7 separate regions of the Mus musculus genome follow, and regions 1, 2, 4, 5, 6 and 7 are each linked to region 3. Evidence: chromatin contacts called from public promoter capture Hi-C data. All regions are on one chromosome and are shown on one strand. Each heading gives the region's core, a stretch centred on a gene start, on an enhancer-like site or on the middle of the called end of the contact. The rest is flanking DNA. Distances are from core to core; before and after follow the strand shown.

Region 1 (3,542 bases), core at 570-3,069, 4.2 Mb after region 3:
AGAGCCATTTGTGAGACTGTGGGTTTGAAGCTATGTTCAGGAGCCTGATGTGCTCAGCACAGGATGACAACTAAAGCCAGTGATTCTTCTTCTACAGTCTATCCATTGCCAATGCCTGAGAGGTAAAGCCTTTTCCCTTTCCTAGATTGACCGTGGTCTTGTGTGGGGCCAGTGCAGGCAAGGACAGCTGCTCTTGGTTACTGATTGCAGTAGTTGTATGGAGTCTAGAGAACTCTAGACTTGGAATTCTTAGCCTTTCCCCCTCTCTCCCTTCTTATTTCCTAACCATCTCTTCTTCCTCCATGCTTCTCAGAGCTAGACATTGGATTGTAAAACTGACTTTTCTAGGGTTGGGACCACAAACCTTACTTATTTTCTGCATCTGGGACGTGCAAGATTCTCTGCGTACACCACTGTACTAGAGAGAGAGAGAGAGAGAGAGAGAGAGAGAGAGAGAGAGAGAGAGAGAGAGTTAGTTCTAGGTTTTATCTCAAAGCACTTTTGGAATCATGAAGACAAACTTGTTTCTGCTTTACTAAAATGACATGTCCGCCATCTAGTGGTGAAAGAAGTTCAATGAAGTATGAATTCAGTCCTGACTGTTGAGGTCTGTCCCTGTAACATAGCTGTAGCCATTTTGTTCCATGCCTGCCAGCTATTTCACATTGTTTCTGTAATATGCCAGTTAGTCATTGACACAGAAAAATAATTTGACTCAGAGCAGGGTCGTGTTCCACATACCCTGTTATCTTCTGTGTGTTCTGAAGTTGGTTAATCTTAAGAACTTTGAAAATTATATGCTCCACTTAGGACCAATCAGAATAAAGGTCAGATAGAACTGCTCTGTCTGGCTAGCAAAAATAGCTTGGGTCAGAGAAAACCACAGGTCAGCACTTCCTGCACCTGCATATGAGCGCATTGTGATTTTTTTCATTCTTAAACCAGTCCTGAGAAGTGTTTGTGGTTGTAGCTCAGCCCCCAAATTCTGATCAGTCTTAGGGTATGCATCCAATTATCTGTCCTTGTCTGACTGAGATCAGGGTTTGTGTGGCATGTAGGGCTACTGCTGGACCCCAACACTGACCACTGAGTTCTTGAGACAACCTCCCCCCTCCCCCAAATCCACGTTCCTGAAAAGTCTCTCTCCAAATCAAAATTGAAGTATTTGGTTTTGGTTTCTCATGTTTGTGTTTTGGGGATGGGACTCTGGCATCCGAATTTAGCCTGTTGTTTGGTATGCAGTATGTGGTGGAGAGGATGATAGTGAGATGGGGATCTTAGGTTGTCTGTTTTGCATCTGAAAGATTCAGAATTCACTATGGGGATCAGATATCGGGGTGCAGGGTCCTACCAGATATAGTTCTGGTCTAGACTGGCTGCAAGAGTGTGGGGAGACTGTGCAGAGCAACCTGAAGGGAAGAGCTGTGGCAGAAAGAAGCCTGAGACAGAGTGGGAGGGGCCGGTCTCCGCTGGGCGGGCCCACTCGCCCAGAAATAGAGGATGGAAGATGTGGTACATTGGCTGGGTGTAGAGGAAGGGTGTAGTGTGGGTGGGATTAGAAGACTGAGGCCAGGGAAGCTAGGAAGCAAGGTGTGTTAGCTTGGGAAGTGGGACTAAAAAGTCAAAGTCTGGAGTGTCAAGAATCCGGTACAAGACTGAGCTGGGGTTGGGGTTGAGGGGTAGAGCGGCTGCACAGTGTGGAATCGCGTGGTGGAGACCTGAGTATGGAGGAAACGGCGGGGCTCGCAGAACCGGAAAACTTACCTATACCGCAGGTACCTTTTGAGCATCCTGGGAGAGTCAGCAGTTTAGCAGCTGGCAGAGGCAGCAGCGGGGGATGGGGGAGAGGAAGTGGGAGTGGGGGTGGGGACAAGGGAGGGAGGCGCTCGAACCTTCCAGGTCCGAGGAGCTGAGGCGGGGCTGGGGAATGGGCAGGAGTGGGAGGGGAGCAGAGCGGGATCAATTTCCCCTCTGATCATAAGGATAACGACTCTCAAAATTGTGCTGTGGATGTCAGACCCTCGTCGATAAATTTTCAGTAATATTAACTGGAATAATACTATTTCTTTTTATTGACCTTCTGGCTGATCTAGTAGAATATTTGAATTTATCAGTTAATATTTGAAAACGCAGCTCTCTTTGCTATGACGGAAAGGACAAAGCTATTGAAATTTACAATCATCCATACTAACTTCCGTATTCTACCACTTCTCTATTTAAGAAAGTGGCATGTGGTGGATTCCCCATGAGCTTTTAGTCACGAAAGGAACTCCTGCAAACTTAAATGAATTTGATTGTACTGTTTGTTGTGAGTTTTACTGGTATGGATGTAAAAATTAAGTTTTAAAAGTAAACTGTCTATCTACTATTAATTTTCCATCGGGAACGTATGCAATCTGTGATGCAAATTGTGAAAAGAGTGGCGCCAGGCTTGGTGACACTCACGTTTTATCTCAGCACTCAGGAGCAAAGGCTATATAGTGAGTTCCAGGACAGCCAGAGCTATATGGTGAGACACTGTCTCAAAAAACAAAACAATAAAAATAATTACAAAAAAAAAAAAAAAAAAGAGGAGGAGAGAATAAATAATGAAGGAAGGAAAGAAGAAAGGAAGAAAGCAAACAATCAAGGAAGGAAAGCCAGCTAAGAAAAAGAAAAAAAAATGTGTCTTCTTGTTGAGGTCTGCCCCATCTCAGAATAGCTGTAGCCATTTTGTTCCATGCATGCCAGCTATTTCAGATTGTTGCTGTAACATGCCTGCCAGTCACTGACACAGAAAAATAACTTGACTCAGAGCAAGGTCATGCTGATCACGTATCCTGTTATGTTCTGTTTGAGGTTTGTTAATCTTAAGAATTTCCACAAAGCCTTACGTAGGACCTATCAAATTAAAGGTCAACATGAACTGTTAGTCTAAAATGGCTTGAGTCAGAGCAGAGCCCTTCCTGCACCTGAATGTGATCTCATTGTGCTTTCTGTTCTTTGGGTTTTTTTCCTCCTTTTATAAGCTTACAGGAAAAGATATTTGTGTAGTTGCTCAGCCCCTGAAGTCTACTACCTGACTTATGAGTCTTAGGTTGTGCCTTCAAAAAACCATCAAGGATCAGATGGCTTACAGAGATCAGGATTTGTTTGTGTGGTTTGTTGGGCAACTCTTGGACCCCAACACTTTTGCTGAGTTTTTTTTTTTTTTAATATTTTTTTATTCTATATATGTGAGTACACTGTTGCAGGCTTCAGACACACCAGAAGAGGCCATTGGATTCCCATTACAGATGGTTGTGAGCCACCATGTGGTTGCTGGAAATTGAACTCAGGACCTCTGGAAGAGCAGTCAGTGCTCTTAACTGCTGAGCCATCTCTCCAACCCCTCTGCTGAATTCTTAATGTTGTAAATTAGAGTCTGGAAATCAGAGTATTCTCTTTGAGGGAATCCGGTCACAGTATTTTCACAGCTAGACAGGGCATTTTATAAACCAGTTTGTGGTGGCATATACCTTTAATCCTAGCACTCCTGAGGCAGAGGCAGGTAGATCTTGGAA
Region 2 (3,567 bases), core at 322-2,821, 4.6 Mb after region 3:
TCTAGGTGTTCTCACAACTACAAGAAGTCCAAAGTCTGAGAAACTACTAACAACAAACTATGAAACAAAAATAAAAACAAAATAAAACAAAACAAAAAAAAATAGTTTGGTCACATGTGCGTGGACACAGTGCTTTTCTTGAACTAAGGAGACATTTTTCTGATGTAAGTGAGCAATCACAGTTATTCAAAAGATGCTTTCCTATTTTTAAAAACTCTATACTGACTTTTCTATCTATAAAAACATCTTCCTCTCACAGCATGCATACTGGGCTGGACTATATCACAAGAGGAATGGCTAACTTAAGTGCCTATTAACACATCAAAGTCGACATTTTTGGCTAGAAGCTTTCCTGGCTCCTGGTTTTTCTCTTGGTCCCTCCCTGACCCCCATACCTAGTTCAGTCTGGACTCTTCAAGTGGCCTCTGGTTGTTTTCTGGTTCATACTGTAAAACCCAAAAATACCGTGTAAGCACCACCTTCGCAAGAACCAGGTACCTTCTTGGAATGCTGGGAGTTTTAGTTCTTGAGAAAATTGCAAAACCTCATGCATGGGAAAGTATGGTGGCCTATAGGTTTGTCTTTATAAAGCTCTGGAGCATGTGACCAAAGTCCATCTCTTGGTTAGTATTTAACAACCCTTACTCAAATGGTGGAATTGTTTGTTTGTTTGTTTTCTCCAGCTAATCTGAGCATTATCATGACCTACAATTAACCTTCTCCTCAGCCACACCTTTGGACAGTCATCATCTCATTTTCATTCAGCCGTAAGGTGTGATGTTAATAACTAAGCATATGAAGACACATGTCTGAATGCTGTATTTACATCAAAGAGAGCATGCATCTAAGATGGAACTCTAACGGGGAGCAAAACTTTGGTCAGTAAAACTTAATGTTTACAGTCATAATTTTGGTGCTTCGTAATGTATATTTTCTGATTCACTCAAATGTGTACTGGTTCCTCATAAGACTAATATCTACAAAGCTCTCTGGGAATGCCTATTTCCCAGGCCAGAGGCCACTCTCTCCTGAGTAGGCAAATGATGGGTCAAGGGAGTTAAGAAATCTAAGTTCGAGAAGCTTTGTAACTGCTGTAACAAAGAGAACCCCGTGTGCAAACTACAGTACTGCAAATGTTCTACGACACTATTTTCGGAAACCATTCTGGTAACCATAAGATAAATGAAACAAACAAACAAACAAACAAACAAACCACGATACACCCAGTTCATAGGATCTCAAACCTCCTGACAATGATAAAAATCCACAGCAGAATTGTGAGCGCGGCGTCCTTAAGAGCAACTGCAGAAAACAAGCCCCTGCTCCGCTCCAGCCCATTTCCCAGCCCCGCAGCTCCTCTGACCTGCAAGGTTCCAGGGCCGCCGGGCTGCGGTGCCCGCGGCTGCGCGGCTGATGGCTGACTCTCCCAGGTCAGCACAGGAAACCGCATCTGAGGAGAGTTTACGGCCTTCGAAAAGAACCAGGCCAGGGTAAGTCGCCCGCAGTGGGAGTAGAGACAACTTGGCTCCAACAGGTACCTAAGGGGACGCGGTTCCCAGTCTCTGGCCACGATCTTTGGAGCGGCTCCCCTAGCCCCGCCCAGGACACCACGGTTCCGGTCACGTGACAGCGCTAACGCCTTCAGGCCCGCCGCTTTCACTTCCTTAATTACGTTGGTAGAGTCCGTCCAGCTGCGTTCTCTTCTAGGTCGCCAGCTCCAAATGTCCAGGCCAGAATGACGTGAAAAGCCACCATTCCCCTTGCTACCTGTGTAATCCATGTGTACTCGAACTGAGCGCTGGTTTTTCGGCCCCAGTTTCCTCCGGAAACCGGAAAGCTCCTCAGACGCAGTTTCCTGGCTGCGGACCTGGGAGAGTCAGCAGCGCAGCGGCGGGCACCGCAGCCCGGTGGCCCCGGAAGGTCCCAGGTCAGAGGCGCTGCGGGGCTGGGAAACGGGAGGGAGCGGAGCAGCGGGGTGTTTTACGCAGCTGCTTTTATGGATGCCGCTCTCACAGTTCTGTTATCTTACCGTTGTCGGGAAATTGAGATCCTGTGAACTGGGGGTCTATCATGATTTTTTTTTTCATTTATCCTCCAGTTATCAGAATATTCAGTTGTAAAATAACTCATTAAAAATGATAGAGCAGTTGCATTATCTGCTGTTTGCTATTGTGTCAATCACAAAGCATACGGGACGTAAATGTATTCATGTTTCTAACACCCGTGTTTTACTAATTGCTTATTCAAGAGAATACCTTTTACTTCGCTAAATAGAACTTTGTATTTATACTAACCATATGAAGAACCAGTACAGATTCTTTTTTTTTTTGAACGAGAAAATATACTTTATGTTATGCTATGGTTGTGATTGTAAACATTAATATTTACTAAGTAGACTTTAGTGTTGTATGCAGTTTCGGATGTAAATAAAGCATTCAGAAGTGCGTCTTCATATGCTGAGTTCTTATGGTACACCTTAGGGCCAGGCAAGCTCACTATTGCTATGTGAGTGTATCAGACCACTCTATTGTTATGATTAGAAAACCCAGTATAGATTAAAGTTTTAGAAAGCATCTTTTGTACAACTACGATCACTCTCCTGTATCAGAAAAAAGATCTCTGTGGTTGAAGAAAAGCGCTCTGCACCTACATATGTGGCCAAGCTTTTTTTTTTTTTTTTTTTTTTTTTTTTTTTTTTATTGTAGGGTTTGTTATCATCAAGTCCTGTGGTTGTGGACATCCTGTAGGAGTGGGAATGCTTAGACTCTGCTGACAGGGATTTTTGCAGAGATCTCCCTTTGGACAAGTGTAGCAGTCTGGTTTCTATGGGAGACAATAGTTTTCTTGCAGTCTCTCCAGCTTTCTTTTCAGGATTCCTGGGAGAATGACTCTCTTTGTGTCTGAGCTATGTGTGAATGAGACTCACATCTCACATAGTTAAATGAAATCTTTAGATTAAAAGGGACATTTTTATTTCTGATATTTACTCTTTCCTTCACAGTTTCCTTTTTGGAGGCATCATTCATGAATGTATTTATGTATTTATTTATTTACTTTCAACACAGCAAAAGCTTTATTTGTACAATCTTTACTGGACAATTTGGGGCTGTGTTACTGAGTAAACACCTGTCGTCTCAGGCCTGTTACTAAAATGGTAATAGATACAAATCAGACTTACTGGTGACAGTCCTTTTGGTCCTGTCTTATTTATAACAGTTTCTATAGCACTGCAGCCTTCAGTGGTACTGTACCACTCTGGAAAAGATACCTTCAGGCTCCTTTCCATCCCCCAAAGCTGCAGCAAATCCTTCCTGCTGCCTCCTCTTAGCCAAAGCAGCCAAAGATTTAAGCGTCTATGGTTCGTAGATGGCCAGGTCCACAGGTACTTTCCGGTTGAGCTCCACCTGGCACTTCATTAAGTTGACAGTGAATTCGGGGTACTGTAAGCCATGCTCCTGGGAGGCAGCTGTAATTGGATTAATCCAGAGGGTCCTCAAAGTTCTGCTTCTTAAGTCTGTGGGACTTCGTACACGAAGGCTCTGGTCACCGCCCTGACTGCCAGCAGGT
Region 3 (3,175 bases), core at 140-2,639:
GTAGCAATAAAAAACAATTCTATTGTTGGCAATCACCACAAAATAAACTGTATTAAAGGACCGCTGTACTAGGATGGTTGGGAACCACTGGCTTAAGTCACACTAAGTATGGTGAGAAAGGAAGATTGAATTTAAATCCTTTACTCATAAATGACTTGATTACTAAAAAAACAAACAAACAAACAAAAAACCCACAATATTGAAAAGATGAGAAATCTGGACTGTGATTACCCCAATATTCCAGAACTTGGATCCAAACCCACTCAATTAGTGGTGGCTCTGTGGAGCAATGCTGAAAGGAGACAGAAAGACAGATAATCAAAGCTTCAAACTTTTTGTTTTCACATGTTCTAATGTTAATGTAGAAAGAAAAATTCCATTGTGTACAACGGTCTTAATTAGTTAAGTCCTAATTAGATATGCCTAGAATCCTGTATTCAAGCATACAAGACCCCAAAGACAGGAACATAGAGATGAAAAAGGATTGATCTTTTGTTTCGATTTGATGATTTTAGATTACCAACTACTTTAGCTGGACCGATACGGACACTACAGCCTGCTGTCTGCCCCTATGCTTTATGAAAGAGCTTACTCCAGGAAGATACTCAGCACCACTCTCCAAAAGGAGGAAATGAATACATTGTTTCTTGGAAACTGGAAGGAGTGGAGTATGGAAGGAACACGAAGGTATCTTAATCTGAGTCCTTAAAGTTTGCACATACCTCAAAAAAAAAAAAAAAAAAGTTACACACCAGTCGTTGGCAATCTCTCAAGTATAAAGCAGATCATAACACTGGACACTTATAGCGCCCAAGCTTAACCTAAGAGCTGACCAGAGAAGATCTGCAGCTTAAAGGACTGAAATATAGATAATTCGTGAAATGAGAAACACAGGTACTGAATATCACATGAGTCACACTTGTTACTATGCTGCTGCTGTCGGGATGAAGGTACGGTAATAAAAGTCTTTGTCTTGGGTACATTGTCTTGTTAAGCCTCCCAAATGCTCCTGGACCCAAGAAACATTGAGGTGCGCGCTTTCTTTGGAAGCGAGCACTGGATAGTACGTACAGAAGCTCCTCCTAACCCGTCCTGGGATCAGCGTCCCAGGCCAGCGGGGCAGCTCCTAACCCGGCCCTCCTCCGCCGGACAGGGGTGGGGCTGCCGAGAGACAGCGCGTGCGGCTCTGTGGCCACCCTTTCAGTGGTTTTGCTGGCCTCCGGTCTCGCTTACTCATTTCCCTCCCTGACTTTACAGTGCACAGTTGCTGCACTAAAAGTGGGCGTGGCTCGGAACGAATAAAACACGCCCCTCTCGTGACGTAAGCACTGTTGCATGCGGAAGTCCGGCCTTAATTCCAATCAGGTCCTAGCAGCTCTGAAAAGTAACGTGGCATACTATGTAAAACATTTGCAACTTGCCAAATCAGTCAAACGTAAATTATTTATTTAGGGGCTGAAAAATCACTTCTGCCTGATTTTTAGCTACAAAAACGAGAAAAAAATAGCATTTTTCTACTGCTTCTTGAGCACGTGTTCTTACCTAGCGATAAGCACCTTAAATACAGGGCGCGTGCGCGGGCAGGTCGCCGCCGAAAGCCTGCGAGATTACCCAGCAACTTTGCGTCTTCCCAGAGAGCGTCCGTGGTGGAACTGGGCAAGCATGGGGAAGGTGAATGTAGCCAAGCTTAGGTACATGAGCCGCGATGACTTCAGAGTTCTGACTGCGGTAAGGAGTACACCTTTCTTGCTTATCCATTCGGTGACGTCCTCCTCCTGCTATTCTAAGGTCGCTGGGAGCTGAGTGAGGGCTCTCTGATTTGTGGATTGTTTGCCGAGGCTGGGATCTGGGTAAAGGGCACCAAGGTCTGATTTTCATGAAGCTTTGTGAAAAAAAGAACTATCTTTTACTAAACATGGTTCTTCCTTTCAGCTTCTTTTGCTGCAGATGTGCTTACGTCTCTGTGGCCCGGGAAATTTCATTGATCTTTGGCTTCCAAACTAGGGGAGGGTGGGAGTTAAGTCCTCTAATAGACTCAGACACTTAATGTTAAAAAAAAAAAGTCAGCTTTCTCTATCAAATATAACAGCAGAGTGCAAAACAAAGGAGGAAAGGAGATGCCTCTTAGTCGACCAGCAAATCAATATGTTAACAATGTAGTCAGATAGTAAGTACCGTGAAGGTAACAAAGGATAAAGAAATAGAAAGTAGCCACGTGTTGGAAGGATACTGTCTTTGAGTTTTACAGTGATGGAGACAGAATCCAAGAATCTTGTCTTTACTGTTAATCGAACTACAAAGTTTGTCCCCACCCCCCGAACCAATGAATCTTAACTGCCGGAGAAAAAAGTGTCCTTGGAGAGAGTTGTAGAAGAGGTGTCCTTGGAGAGAGTTAGAGGCAAATTAGAGCAAAAACTCAGAGATGGGAGGGAGAGTCTTCATAGAAGAGAAAGGTTCGATATAATGGTTGGGGACATACATGGAAAATGAGAACCAAACCATATAAGCCCTTGCAGGCCTAGTAAACGATGTGTGTGTAAGCCCGTGATTTATTTTTATTTATTTTTTAATTCATTTATTTATTTATTTATTTTGGTTTTTCAAGACAGGGTTTCTCTGGGTGTCCCTGGCTATCCTGAAACTCACTCTGTAGACAGACTGGCCTCAAACTCAGAAATCTGCCTGCCTCTGCCTCCCAAGTGCTGGGATTAAAGGCGTGCGACACCACTGCCTGACCTGTGAATGTTTTAATTAGGAAGATGACAAAATCTGATTCTGTAGTTTTAGTGTTGTGGCACAGAAATCAGGACAGTTATGTAAGGTTAGAATGAGTCAGGCTTTGTTTAGGAGTTGCTGACTTTTGGTAAGGGCTGTGTTGCATAATAGGATATGAAATGTGAGTTGCCTGGTTCATGTATTATTTTAAGCCTTTGTAGCCAAGTTAAGTAGGTAACGTTTACAAATTCATCAAATGCAAGGTCCACATGAACTTTGGCATGTGCTTCCTTTTTCCTATAGCTTCCTTAATTAACCTGGCTTTTTCTTTAAGTAATGGCTTTCCTTCTCAGCACATTCATTCATTTCTCAGTGTCTTGACAAAAATAGGGTAGTCGATAAGTGTATTGGAGGATTGGGGAAGCAAGGAAAGGAGATAAGAACGAGCTAAAACTTTCAA
Region 4 (3,632 bases), core at 111-2,610, 4.2 Mb after region 3:
CAGGCCTCTAACTCAGAAATCCACCTGCCTCTGCCTCCCGAGTGCTAGGATCAAAGGTGTGCGCCACCACACCCGGCTTAGCACCAGCTTTTAAACACAGGTACACACAGAGAAACTCTGTCTATAATGAATGGATGAATAAATACCCCCCCCCCTTTTCTATTATTAGATATATCACAAACACAGACACACACACATGACAGCATTGTGTGTTTCTGTGCCCACTTCAAATACTGCCACTCTCACCTCCTACCTCTTCACTATGGTCCACAGTTCCAACAGTCACTCTACTGTGTTCATCTCCATTCATTTTTGCCTGGGATCACTGAGATGAACCAGAGTCATTTGTGAGACCTTGCTGGAGTCTGATGTGCTCAGTATAGGATGACAACTAAAGGCAGTGATTCTTCTACACTCTATCCATAGCCAACATATAGAGAGCTGTTCCACTTCCTAGACTGACTGTGGTCTTGTGTGAGGCCAGTGCAGGGAAGGACAGTTGCTGTTGGTTACTGATTACAATAGTTGTATGGGATCTAGAGGATGGTGTGTCTTAGCCCTTTTCCCTCTTTCCCTTATTTCCTAACCTACTCTTCTTCCTCAGTGTTCCCAGAGCTGGAGTTGTTATAGAGTAACAGACTTTTTTATGACTAGAACCACGTACTTTACTTTTTTTTTTTTTTTTTTTTTTTTGCGACTGGGCTAGCCAAGAGTCTGCATCCACCAGAAATCTGTCATGAGAAAAGAGCCTCGTGAATGACTCACAGAAGACAAATGCCTTTCTGAGTTAGTAAAATGACATCTAGTGGTGAAAGCAGTACAGTGCGGGATGACTTCAGCCCTATGCTGATGACAAAACGATGACTACTGACTTCTTTAGACACCTTTCTTTTTTTTTTTCAAAATCCAAGTTCTTTGAATGTCTGTACCATAGTCAAATTTTCAGAATTTGGTATTGGCTTCCTATGTTTGTGTGTTGGGAATGGGACTCTGGCTTCTCAAGTTAGCCTGTTATTGTTTGGTATGAAGTATGTGTCCTAGAGGCTAGTTTTAGGCTATTTTGCATCTAAAGGATTCAGTACCCAGGATGGGGATCAGATACCGGGGTGCAGCGTCCTATTAGGCCCAGTTCTGGTCTAGGCAGACAGTGGCCACTGGGAGGCTGTGCATAGCGGGTCCGAAGCAGCCTGACAGCTGGAGCTGTATGGCAGGAAGCCTGAGACAAAGTGGGAGGGACGTGTTCGCGGGGCAGGGATATTCACCCAGAAACATGGTGGAAGGTTGTTAGACATTAGGTGGGGGTGGAAAACATAGTGTTCCGAGTGGGAGGAGTATTCCCAGTGGGAGGAGTTAGGGCAGTGACGTGAACGGAAGCTGGAAACTGGGTGTGGGAGGCTGGAAACGTGGGACGAAGAACCAGAAGTGTCAAGGACCTGTCAGGTCCAGAGCTCGCGGCCCTGCCCCGTGGGGAATCGCGTGGTTCAGACCTGGGGTCAGAGGACACAGAGGACTTCGTGGGAAGCTAAAACTCCAGGCAGCCGCGGGTGCCTTGCGGGGCATCCTGGAGGAATCAGCAATCAGTCGCAAAGCGGCGAGAACCGGAGCCAGGCGGCCCTGGAACCGCCCAGGTCAGAGGAGCTGTGGGGTTGGAAAAGGGCGGGAAGGGAACAGGGTGTGATCGGTTTGTCTTCTGCTTCTAAGGAACCTGGCTCGGGAATTCTGCTGTAGATGTCTTTCTTCCCTTGTCGAGAACTTTTAGCTCACATAAATCGGACTAATCCTGTTTTTTTTTTTTTTTTTTTTTAAATTGACTTCTGAATGCCAAATGTTCCTATTAGAATACTGTAGTAGAATATTTGAATTTATGTATTGATTTTTGAAAACCAATTCTGTTTGTTCAGGTTAAAAGGAAAAAGCTCTTGAAATTTACATTCATTCACTCTAACTGGCCTGTTTTACCAGGAGACTTACAGTGACTTGGCATCCCCGGATATCTTTTAGATACTATATATAAAGGAGTGGTTGCAAATAATCTGAAAGAATATTTTATTTTTGCAAATTACATAGGTATGGTTGTGAACATTAACATTTATAAGTAAACTTTTATTTCTCATTATTAATTTATTTACTTTACACTTCTATCGCAAACACCACCCCTCCCCCCACTTCCTCTCCTCCCAGTCCATTCCTCCTGCTTCTCCTCCACCAATTTCCTCCTCCATTTCTCCTCAGAGAAGGGGAGGAGTCCAGTGGCTCAGCCAGTCTAGTTGCAGTAGGACTAGGCTTATCTACCATTGAGGCTAGACAAGACTGCCCAGTTGGAAAAGGAATCCAAAGGCAGACAACAGAGTCAGAGACAGGCTCTGCTCCAGTTGTTACAGGGCCCACATGACAACTAAGCTGCACATCTGTTACAGTTCACAGTTAGAAAGGACATTATAAGCACAAATCTTTAATCCCTATCTTGGGAAACAGGCAGGTAGGTCTAGAAGATCCTTGTCATCCTGGTATACAGACATGGTTTAAGGACAGTCAGGGCTATGGAGAAATCCCGTCTATTGGAAACGGGAGAAGAAAAATGAAAACACGAATGAAACGTATTGTTGTAAACTATAAAACTATAAAGCGTCTTTTGAAAAATTAACTCTTCTATATTAGAAAAATGTCAATAGTAGTCTTTTGTCTCCTTTCTAGTAAAGGACTCTATGGACATACAACCAAACTGTAATTTTTTAGTTCTTTTGTTTGCTGTGTTTGATCCCTGAGCCCATTCTGTTGCTACATCTGGACTAAACTCACCTTGTAGACCAGGCTGGAGTGGAAGTCACTGAGTTCCACCCAACTCTGTCTCCTGAGTGCTAGGATTAAAGGTGTGAACCAAGACAAATATTTTTACTGCTGTTTTGTACTTTGTGGTCAGTTCACAGCCACTGGTGTGACTGTGGACTTCTTCAAGAAGGAGGGGCAATGTCAGGACCATGCTGGGGAGGCTTTGTACAGAGACTGGATGTTGCAGAATTACAGCCGTCTGGTTTGTATGGGTGAGAATAGTTTGCTTCCAGCCTCCCTTGCTCCTCCTCAGGGTTTTTGGTGTTTTATTTTGCAAGCTTTTGGGGGTATAAGGATTTTTAATCCCTTTGGGGGTATAAGGCGTCCATCATTTTTAGTCCAGGATAAATAACGACCTCCCTAGTATATAATATTCTCATCCATATCATTCCATTTCATTTTTGCCCACCAGCTTTCACTGATCTATAAATAGAAGTGAGGTTCAACTTATGCTAACCAAAAATGCTTTCTAAATATTTTCAATATTCTGAAACTGCATGAGAATTGGGGGGGATCATTGTGCAATCCTCTCTTAACCTACTGATCACAGTACTATGTTACAAATCCAGGTGCTTTTTGAAGAATCACTTTCTCATGTACAGGGTTCGCTGATCACCCAGACCTGCTTATCTGTGGAAACCTAGAAGGTGGAGAGGGAGAACACAGTAGCTAAGGATCCAGGTATGTTGGAGGATTGGTGAAGGGATGGTAAGGGATTCAAGTGAATGTGGAAGTGGGACATGAAATCAGTTTTGCCGCCTTCTGTTTCACTAGAAATAGTTCTGGAGACTTCCACTGACAAA
Region 5 (3,329 bases), core at 54-2,553, 4.3 Mb after region 3:
ATACTGGGGAGAAGCTTTACAAATGCAATGCATGTGGAAAGTCATTTCCTCAGTTGTCAGCACTTAAAAGCCATCAGAAATTGCATACAGGAGAGAAGCCTTATAACTGTAAAGAGTGTGACAAATCCTTTATTCACTATGCCTCATATAGAAGGCATCAGGAAACTCATTCTCTAGAGAAATTATGCAAACACAAAGAATGTGGTAAGTACTTTCTTGAGTTATCACATCTTAAAACACTTTCCAGAATCCCTACTGGTGAGAAGCCTTACAAATGTGAGGTATGTGACAAATCCTTTATCCAGGACTCACATCTTAGACGACATCAGAGAGTTCATACTGGAGAGAGACCTCACAGATGTAAGGTGTGTGACAGATATTTTGCAAAGGGTTCAACTCTTCGAGCACATCAGAAAATTCATACTGGAGAAAAAAACGTAATAAAGCAATGATTGTGATATACCCTTTATCTAGCATACAAGTCTTAGAAGACATCAGAGAGTTCAGATTAAAGAGACCTTACATCTGTAAAGAATGTCACAAATCTTACTCGGTGCTCAACTCTAACAACACTTCAGAAAATTCATACTAAAGAAAAAAATACCCTTCTAAATAATGTGCCAGAGCATTTATCCGGTCTATACTTACAAATCACACCAGTATAAATAATATAAACATAAATATCTGGACATGGTGGTATAGAACTTTAATCCCAGCACTTGGGAGACAGTGCCAATTGGATCTGAGTTTTGAGTTTCAGGTTTTGGCTTGCCATTTTGTGTGTGTCCGTTGGGGATCGGACTCTGGCCTCTGAATTTAACCTGCTATTGTTTGATGTATGTAGCCCACAGGCTGCTAGTCAAGTCGAGACTATCTTGCATCTGAAAGGTTCCGAATCAAGAGTGTGGGGCAGGTTCTGGGGTGCAGTGTCCTACTAGATCCAGTTCTGGTCAAGGATGGCAGTGCTCATGGTGAGGCTGCGCAGAGAATGTGCAGAGCAGCCTGGCGTCTGGAGCTGTGTGGAAGGCAGCCTGAGACGGAGTGGGAGGGACCGGTCTCCACGGGGCGGGAAAACTGGTCTAGAAAAATAGAGCGAAGAGAAAACTAAAGCCCGCATGGAAGGCCTGGAAAACTCAATTGGACAAGGGATTTGAACCAGTGGGCTGGGTCAGAGAACCTACGTAACCGGAACCTATCTATAATAGGCGGACCCAAAGGCGGCTCCAGTGGCCGCAGGAGGGAGGGGCCGGAAAACCCTCCATTCTCTGAGAGGAAATCTTTGTTTAAGGGCTGGACGGCCGACACTGGCCAGAGTTTCAAGTAGATGTGAAAACTTCCTGCAGCCACTGGAGCCTCGTAGAACGGTCTGGGAGACTCGCCGGTCCGCACCACAGTGGCGGGAACCGCAGCCCGGCGATCCTAGCATCTCCCAGGTCAGAAGAGCTGTAGTAAACAGGTAGGAACTGGACCAGGGGCATGTTCAGTTTTCTGCTGCTCATAAGGATACCGTTTTCACAATTCTGGTGAAGGGTAATACCCTTGAAGATAAGTTTGAGAACATATGAAATGGGACACATGCTGATTTTACCATTTATCCGTGGTTTCCAGAATATTCTCAAGACTGTATCCCTTAGACTAATTGAGTTTATGTTTTGACCATTGAAAACACTATTCTTTTTGCTGTTATGCAAAAACTAAAACTGTTGGCATTTTCTAACGCCCTTGGTCTACCCGTTTCGTATTCAAGAGAGAGGAATTTGACATGGAGACTTTAAGGTCCCAGAGAGCTTGTTAACTACCAGCCCCATAAGGAGTAACTGCAGATTTTGATCAGTTTGTGGATTTTTTTTTTTTTTTTTTTTTGCTAAGCTACACAGTTATGTTTGTAAATTTTAACAATTCTTAAATAAAGGTTTTACTCATCACTCATTTTGCATTTGAGATGCATACACGCTGATGTGAATATAACAAATATGTGTTCTTATGCTGAGGTTTTAAGGCACACCTCAGGAGTCCAGAGAAGTACAGTATGCATGTTGAGAGTGAGGATAACAGGCCACACTGTTTACATTAGAAAACAGTATGTAATGGGACAAAGTTAGAAAGTATCTTTTCTGATGCAAGAAACACTCTGACAATGGACAAAGGGCAAACTGTTGCTTTGTAATTTCAGGGTTGTTGACATGCGGTGAACTTCTCTCAGGAAGAAGAGGAAATGCCTGGACCTCACTCATAGGGTTTTGTACTGAGATTGAATATTGCAGAATTGCAGCAGTCCTGTTTCTGTGAGTAACAATAGTCTCTTGCACTTTTCCTTGCTCCTCGGGGTTCCTGGGGAAATTACTCTGCATGTGTGTGAGCTGTGTGTGAATGAGATGAGCCTCACATCTCACAGAAGAAAGTGAAAGCCTCAGAGAAAAAGACAAAGTTTTCATGAAATTTCATCTGTTCTTCATGTTTGTTATTTTGGGATGTGTAAGGCTTCTTTCGTTTTTGTTCCATGATGAAACTAGATACTCAGTAGTTTATAATATCACTCCAGTAATACAGATTCATTTTTTTCCCTTGAGTTTTGATTGAGCTATGATTAGAAGTAGGATTCAAGTTATGGAAACTCAAAATGCTCCCTGAATATTTTCAGCATGCTGACCCTATGTAACAGTTGGGGGATCATTTGTAGAACCCTCTGTTCCCTTTTCTGTATTTCTGCTGAGCATAGTACTGTGTTAGAAATCCTGGTACTTACTGAAGAATCTCTCATATGCAGGGCTTGCACTTTTCAGCTACACCTGCTTATCGTCGAGCAGGACAAAGTGCCCTGGAAGGTGGAGAGAGAGGCATCAGTAGCAAAGGATCCAGGTATGTTGGAGGATTGACAAAGGGGTGGGAAGGAGTTTAAGTGACAGTGGAAATGGGACATGAAGTCAGTTTTGCCACATTCTGTTGTAGAGATTATTCTGGAGACTTCCACTGAGAATAATGTCCTCAGGATTATCCTTTGTAAACTTTAGAAGATTCTCTATGTAAGAATAAATACTAGGAACAATTACAATTTGATTGGATTTTGATTGTGAATGATGCTATCCCTCTTCCATTCATATTGCTAATCATGTATTTGTACCAATATTAAATGACTTTCCTTTCTATAATTTTAATGTAGTTCTTTACTAGGATACTTGATGCTTTTAAGTTTCTGCTTCAAAATTTGGGAGCTTATTGCATTTTCCTTGGTTCTAAATCTTTTCAAGTTATTTTCTTCAATCCATAAAATAATGCCAGTGTAAATTTGACAAGCATTGCTTAGTATCTCTCTGAAGTATTAAACTCCA
Region 6 (3,189 bases), core at 369-2,868, 4.1 Mb after region 3:
CACATGGATTATTACATTCAAGTTAGATCTGGTCACCTGTCTGAGGCAAATGAGATTGCCCAGAAACATGGAGATGATATAGCCACAACCATGGTGGGCAAGTGAATGAGCAGGACACAACAGGTGTCCTGCCTGTTGTAACTGTTAGAAGACATTGCACCTTATTGTATCTGAATTACAGTGACTTAACACTAGTATAAAACAAAATTTACTTGACTATGCTGATGTCAGATTGGAATTTTTTTTTTTTACAAATATAAACCTAATGTGAGTCCATGAAGTAGCATTGTTCTGTAATTGCCTTCCTTATATGTAGGTATTCATTCATATTACATCCTTCATTTTCTTCTCAGTGGAGGATACACTGATACCCTTCTGGTAAATGATCTCAGGAGTCATTGTAGAGAGTTGACTTGAGAATAACTGTAAAAGGAAAGTTAAGAAACACAACAGTGTGTGGAACTCAGACAATGGAGGAAAGAAATAAGCAATAGCTGTCCACTGCAGACCTGCCTCAAATCATCTAGAAACTCTGACATCTGGCAGAATATTTGCTTTACATCAATAACTTTTGAAGAATCTAGTGATTCTATCTCTCTCTCTCTCTCTCTCTCTCTCTCTCTTTTTCCCCCCACCCCCCGGAAAGAAAGAAAAGGCCTTTGATGTTTTAAATGGAGCCTTTAATATTACAAAGTCTGGGTCATCAAAACAGTAATCTTCATTATGGTACATTAGTTTACCCAAGTATTGTGAATCTGAGTGCATTAAATTCTTCTTCATCAATTTCTGAGAAAAAATATTTAAAAACAGAAACATGTACTCTGAGTTGCACCCTAAAGCTGATTACTGATTTCTCAATTATTTGTTTCATCTTGGTTTTTCTGAAAATCCATGCAATTATAGTATAAGAAAATGTTAACTCCCCAGAGGTCTACTTACAAATCACAACTGTGTAAGTAATGGAAACATAAAGTTAAGAAACTTGCAAAAGCTTTTAATGAAGTTTAAATCTTAAAACACCGCAATTTATATTAAACTAAAATTATGCAAAGGTAACTGGGGACCACTGATGTGGTTCATAGACATCATAGGCGGGTAGGACTTTTCAATGGCTTCTTCCTTTAAGCTGTTTATCAGGTAGGATTTTTCTTTATTTTAAAACGAAGACTATGTTCCACGTTCCTGAAAAGTCTCTCCCCAAATCAAAATTGCAGTATATGGTTTTGAGTTCTCACGTTTGCATTTTAATAGATGGCATTCTGGCATCTGAATTTAGCCTGTTTTGCTCTTTGGTATATATTATATGGCCCAGAGGCTCATAGTCCAATGGGGGTGTTAGGATGCCTATTTTGTATCTGACGGGTTCAGAACTCACTATGGGGGTCAGATACCGGGATGCTGCGTCATATCAGATCCAGTTCTGGTCCAGGCTCGCAACAAGCAGGTGGGAAGACCGTGCAGATCAAGGCCAGGTCAGCCTTACAGCTGGATCTGTGGGAGGAAGCCTGAGACCGAGTGGGAGGGACTGATTTCCGTGGGGCGGAGCCACTCACCCGGAAGCAGAGGATGGGAGGATGTTACACATTGGCTGGGTGTAGAGGAAGGGTGTGGAGTGGGCGAGTTTAGAGGAGTGACCAGCAGGGATACTGAGATGCAATGTGTGTGAGCCTAAGGAATTGAGGCTAAATAGTCAGAGCCTAAAGTGTTAAGAACGCGTTTCCGGCCTAGGGTCTGCACTGTGTGGAGTCGCGTGGTGCAGACTTGCCTGCAGAGCACACGGCCGGGGTCTCGCGGGACCCGTGAACCCCCAAAGCTACAGGTGCCAGGCGGGGCGTCCTGGGAGAGTCAGCAGCGCCGCGGCGGGAACAGCAGCCTGGCGGCCCTGGAACCTTCCAGGTCAGAGGAGCTGCGGGGCTGCAGAACGGGCGGGAGTGGAGCAGAGCATGATCAATGTCTCCGCAACTCATAAAGATGACAGCTCTCAAAACTGTGCTGTTGGATGTCTTACCCTCGTCGATACATTTTTCAATAATATTGACTGAATAGTGCTATTTTTAATTGATCTTCTACCCTCCACATATTCTCCTACGAATAACCTAGTAGAACATTTAAATTTATCGGTTGATATTTGCAAACGCGGTTCTCTTTGCTATGGTGGAAAGGACAAAGCTCTTGAGATTTTCGATTATCCATACTAACTTCCGTGTGCTACCACTTCCTTATTCAAGAGAGTGGCATATGGACCTAGGGACTATGATTCCATGAAAGCTTCTAGATATTAGTCATGAAAGGAACACCTGCAAATTTAATTAAGAGTACAATTTGTTGTGAGTTCCACAGGTATGGATGTAAACATTAACTTTTAAAAGTCAACGTTTTATCCACCATTAATTTTTCATCTAAAACTCTGTGTATTCACTCTGTGATGTAAATATAGCGTTGTGAAAAGGGTGCCGCCAGGCTTGGTGACACTCATCTTTTATCTCAGCAGTCAGGAGACAAAGACAGATGGATCTCACTGAGTTTGTAGGCCAACCTGATCTACATCGTGAGTTCCAGGACTACCACAGCTACATTGTGAGACCCTGTCTCCAAAAACTTAAATATAAATACAACAACAAGACAAACAAGGGGAAGGAAGAAGGAAGGATGGATAAGAGGGAGGGAAGGAGAGAAAAAAAGTAAGGAAGGCAGGCAAGTCAGACAAAAAAAATTTTTTTTTGTCTTCTTCTGAGTTCTTAATGTTGCAAATTAGAGCCTGGAAAATCACAGTATGCTGTTTGAGGGAATCAGGCTACAGGGTTTTCACAGTTAGACAGCATTTGGTGGTGGTACACACCTATATTCCCAACACTCCAGAGGCAGAGGCAGGTGGAGTTCTTTGCCAGCCTGGTCTACAGAATGAGTTTAAGGAAACCCAAGGCTGCACAGAGAAACCCAGTTTTGCAGCAAAAAGAAAGAGACAGAGAGAATGAAACAAAATTAAAAGGCATTAATTATAGTATATGACAATATTAGAAATAATCTTGTGAATAATTATAACTCATCTACATCAGAAAATATCTGCAATCTTGTTTTGTTAATGGTTCAAGAAAAGCATTCTGCCCATGGACACATGACTAAACTGTTATGGAAAAGTCACCATTGTAGACCAGGCTGGACTGGAATTCATAGATTTCTACCCACCTC
Region 7 (3,163 bases), core at 79-2,578, 4.4 Mb before region 3:
GCTGTCTTGGAAATCACTTTGTAGACCAGGCTAGCCTTGAACTCAGAAATCCGCCTGCCTCTGTCTCCGGAGTGCTGGGATCAAAGGCATGTGCCACCACACCACCATAGCATTTTGCATTATGCTATGTTTAAGTATGGCCCCCCATAGACTCATGTTTTTGAACAAGTCTATGGGGGGCCAGGGAGTGGAGCATGATGGTTTGTATATTCTTGGGCCAGGGAATGGCACCATCTGGAGGTGTGGCCTTGTTGGAATAGGTGTGACCTGGTTGGAATGGGTGTGTCACTGTGGGTGTGGGCATAAGATCCTCACCCTAGTTGCCTGGAAGTTAGTCTTCCACTAGCTGCCTTTGGATGAGGACATAGAACTCTCAGCTCTGCCTGTGCCATGCCTGCCTGGATACTGCCATGCTCCCACCTTAATGATAATGGACTGAACCTCTGAACCTGTAAGCCAGCCACAAGTAACTGTTGTTTTTTATAAGACTTGCCTTGGTCATGGTGTCTGTTCACAGCAGTAAAACCCTAACTAAGACACAGGTCATCCATACAGCTCCGGTCTGACGCCTGTGGACAGGTTTCTCCCTACCGGAAAGCATCCTCTTGCAATTCCCCTTACCCTAAGCCCTGTCATCCTTAGGAGGCCTGCAAAGGGGGTGGGAAAAAACCACCGGGAACTACTCAGCCAACTGCCTTCTGCTTTCTTAGTGTTTTCTAATCAGGGAAGACATAAACCCATTAAGTAGAAGAGGAAAGCTGTATAATTGTTATGGAAACATTTGATAGCCACTGCTTCTTAGACTAATAAGTCCACAAAGGGAAACAATGTCCTTTTACATTTGGTCGAGTGGGTTGGTTTTTGAAGTCACTGAATGTTGCAGAGTTTAATCAAGAAAGATGAACCTCGCCTTCTAATCCGGACTCTTACTAGTTAACTGGCAAGCTGCACCCGGAGTCCGCAACCCCAGTCTCAGGGGCAACAAAGATGAACACACGCAAACCTGCGACGTGATTTAATGTCAGGTTAGGCCCCAGGGAAGGTCACTCCGGGCATAAATTAACTGGGTCAGAGGGGCCCTGATTACTCCATAATTCTGACCAGCAGCAGAGCCTTGGCTTTCCGGAGGAAAGTCTCCAGGGTTTCCCAGAAGCAGGAGTAGAAATAGAGTGGAAGCTTTGCAGCTCACAGCCAGAGCTGGACAGGGCGGCCCGAGGAGGGGCGGAGCCACACCGCGGGGCGGACGGGGTTCCCCGAGGCGGGGCGGGGCCAAGGCCGATGGTGGGGGCGTGGCTGTAGCAAGCACGCGGCCTCTACCAATTTGGCACAGGGGAGACGTTGCCTTCCCAGGATGCCGCTCCGTTATGCGCCGGGCCGTCCGTGTCGCCGTCCTCCCCTCCGCTGATGGGCGCTGCGGGCAGGGTCACCGCTTCGCTGTGTCCTTGCGGACGCCGGGCGGACGCTGCCTAGCAGACGCGCGCCTGCGAGCGAACGGCCGTGTTCTGAGGAGAGCAGCGGTCGTGTAAACCTCAATAATGTTGTGTCGGGCGGCGTGCAGGTGAGCGGCAGGGCCCCGGGGCCTCGGCGTCCCCTACGGGTGGGTCTCGGGGCGGCGGGCGTGGCTGGCTCGCCGTGTCAGTGGCGTGACCCGCCGTCCTCTCTGTTCCTCTCAGCACGGGCAGGAGGCTGGGCCCTGTGGCCGGTGCCGCGGGCTCCCGGCACAAGCACAGCCTCCCAGACCTGCCTTACGACTATGGCGCGCTGGAGCCACACATTAACGCGCAGATCATGCAGCTGCACCACAGCAAGCACCACGCGGCCTACGTGAACAATCTCAACGCCACCGAGGAGAAGTACCACGAGGCTCTGGCCAAGGGTAGGTGCGGGGCCCCTGCACACGAGGATCCCGGTGGCCGGACGGAGGTCTGTTTCGATGCCGGGGAATACCTCCGTTGGTTCGCATAAACGTCCTTTCCTATCCCGGAAAACACAGGACCTCACGAAAGTACTTGACGGACCTTACTGTTGTGTCCTTTTTTGTCACCCGTGTTGCTAGCTAGCATTGGTGGTGGTCCTTTAAAGACAGCTCTCGGACGCTGCTCCTTTTTGCGTAATGAATATTTAGTTTTTGTTTTGCATATGAATATTTAAAATATGCGGTTGTTATATAACGTGGCTTCAGGAGAGTTTGTTTTGCTTATTTTTCAGGTAGCCTTGGCAGCCATTTGCAGGAGGGTTGAGAGTGCCCGAGCTGGGTCAGCCAGGTGCCCTTGGGTGAGAGGGTGGTTGGGGCTAGAAGTGGCTGGGGTTTTGCTGAGAGCAAGCGATATTGGTGGCCTGGCAGCAGGTGCAGGAGAGGGTCTGAAGTGGCATCAGAAGACTGCAGTCCGAGTTGTGATTATTGTCACCGTTGTGGACAACAATAGGATTAGTTCAGTCTAGGGCTGGGACTCCCTGACCCCTTGGATATCTCTGGACATCCTGTTTCACACTCTTTACCCTTGGGGGGGGGGGGAGGAAAAGACAGGAACGAGCACTTAGCTGCAGAACAGGCTAGACTTGGTACTTTTGGGGTCAAAGTTCACAAGAAAAATAGCTATTTTGTGAGAAACTGAGTATCTGTCACTGAATGGAACAGTAGGCAAGCTTATTTATTTACCTATATTTTTAAGCGCTCAGCCAACAAAATCCATAGTGCAGAGTTCTGTGTTTGCACCCCTAGATGATGTATATGGGAATGCTATAGTATTAAAAAACCTCTGTGTGTGTGTGTGTGTGTGTGTGTGTGTGTGTGTGTGTGAATGGATTCGTGCTGACACACGGAGCCAGTGGAGGTTAGAGGATAACCTAGGGCATTGGTTCTCTCCTTCCACTGTGGTATCCAGAAACTAAGCTCAGATTGTCAATTCAAGTCAGGGTGTCAGGTTTTCCTGGCAAGAGCCTTTTTGTGTTTTACCTGTTGAGTCAACCACAATTTCTGGGAATTTTTTTGGAAGATTTATTTATTATTATATTTTTATTATTATTTATTATTATTACATATACTGTAACTGTCTTCAGACAGAGGGCGTAAGTACACTGTAGCTGTCTTCAGATACACCAGAAGAGGACATCAGATCTCTTTACAGATAGATAGTTGTGAACCACCATGTGGTTGCTGGGA

The links. Promoter capture Hi-C pulls out the DNA fragments that hold promoters and counts their contacts.
Region 1: a contact with region 3 is called in a promoter capture Hi-C map of pre-B cells. The contact joins the promoter of 9330136K24Rik here to the promoter of Riok2 in region 3. A contact is called at or near these places in 3 of 39 promoter capture datasets (cranial neural crest, maxillary cranial neural crest and pre-B cells).
Region 2: a contact with region 3 is called in a promoter capture Hi-C map of liver, with 4 times the contacts expected there. The contact joins the promoter of Zfp942 here to the promoter of Riok2 in region 3. A contact is called at or near these places in 4 of 39 promoter capture datasets (hippocampal neurons, liver and pre-B cells) and 1 of 484 Hi-C or Micro-C datasets (B cells).
Region 4: a promoter capture Hi-C map of liver shows a contact between it and region 3, with 3 times the contacts expected there. The contact joins the promoter of Zfp948 here to the promoter of Riok2 in region 3. A contact is called at or near these places in 2 of 39 promoter capture datasets (cranial neural crest and liver) and 1 of 484 Hi-C or Micro-C datasets (muscle stem cells).
Region 5: a promoter capture Hi-C map of pre-B cells shows a contact between it and region 3. The contact joins the promoter of Zfp760 here to the promoter of Riok2 in region 3. A contact is called at or near these places in 4 of 39 promoter capture datasets (cranial neural crest, frontonasal cranial neural crest, maxillary cranial neural crest and 1 more).
Region 6: a promoter capture Hi-C map of pre-B cells shows a contact between it and region 3. The contact joins the promoter of Zfp53 here to the promoter of Riok2 in region 3. A contact is called at or near these places in 3 of 39 promoter capture datasets (liver and pre-B cells).
Region 7: a promoter capture Hi-C map of pre-B cells shows a contact between it and region 3. The contact joins the promoter of Sod2 here to the promoter of Riok2 in region 3. A contact is called at or near these places in 2 of 39 promoter capture datasets (cranial neural crest and pre-B cells).

What each region holds. Positions count from the first base shown.
Region 1 is chr17:21,534,059-21,537,600 of GRCm38.p6, forward strand. 9330136K24Rik (RIKEN cDNA 9330136K24 gene) reads right to left here and starts at 1,820. Exons shown (of 3, transcript NR_131123.1): 1 at 1,765-1,820; 2 at 370-413. Zfp52 (zinc finger protein 52) reads left to right here and starts at 1,481. Exons shown (of 5, transcript NM_144515.2): 1 at 1,481-1,775.
Region 2 is chr17:21,960,893-21,964,459 of GRCm38.p6, forward strand. Zfp942 (zinc finger protein 942) reads right to left here and starts at 1,572. Exons shown (of 6, transcript NM_001199048.1): 1 at 1,364-1,572. Zfp943 (zinc finger prtoein 943) reads left to right here and starts at 1,667. Exons shown (of 4, transcript NM_001025373.2): 1 at 1,667-1,927. It also overlaps the pseudogene Gm7805.
Region 3 is chr17:17,372,943-17,376,117 of GRCm38.p6, forward strand. It overlaps Riok2 (RIO kinase 2), which reads left to right and starts at 1,390. Exons shown (of 10, transcript NM_025934.2): 1 at 1,390-1,728. The coding sequence starts at 1,663. It overlaps Gm36768 (predicted gene, 36768), which reads right to left and starts at 1,274. Exons shown (of 4, transcript NR_168690.1): 1 at 1,072-1,274; 2 at 232-292.
Region 4 is chr17:21,565,618-21,569,249 of GRCm38.p6, forward strand. It overlaps Zfp948 (zinc finger protein 948), which reads left to right and starts at 1,361. Exons shown (of 6, transcript NM_001002008.2): 1 at 1,361-1,628; 2 at 3,432-3,510.
Region 5 is chr17:21,706,438-21,709,766 of GRCm38.p6, forward strand. It overlaps Zfp760 (zinc finger protein 760), which reads left to right and starts at 1,304. Exons shown (of 6, transcript NM_001008501.2): 1 at 1,304-1,456; 2 at 2,174-2,285; 3 at 2,768-2,859.
Region 6 is chr17:21,487,370-21,490,558 of GRCm38.p6, forward strand. It overlaps Zfp53 (zinc finger protein 53), which reads left to right and starts at 1,619. Exons shown (of 5, transcript NM_013843.3): 1 at 1,619-1,896.
Region 7 is chr17:13,006,511-13,009,673 of GRCm38.p6, forward strand. It overlaps Sod2 (superoxide dismutase 2, mitochondrial), which reads left to right and starts at 1,329. Exons shown (of 5, transcript NM_013671.3): 1 at 1,329-1,558; 2 at 1,674-1,876. The coding sequence starts at 1,536.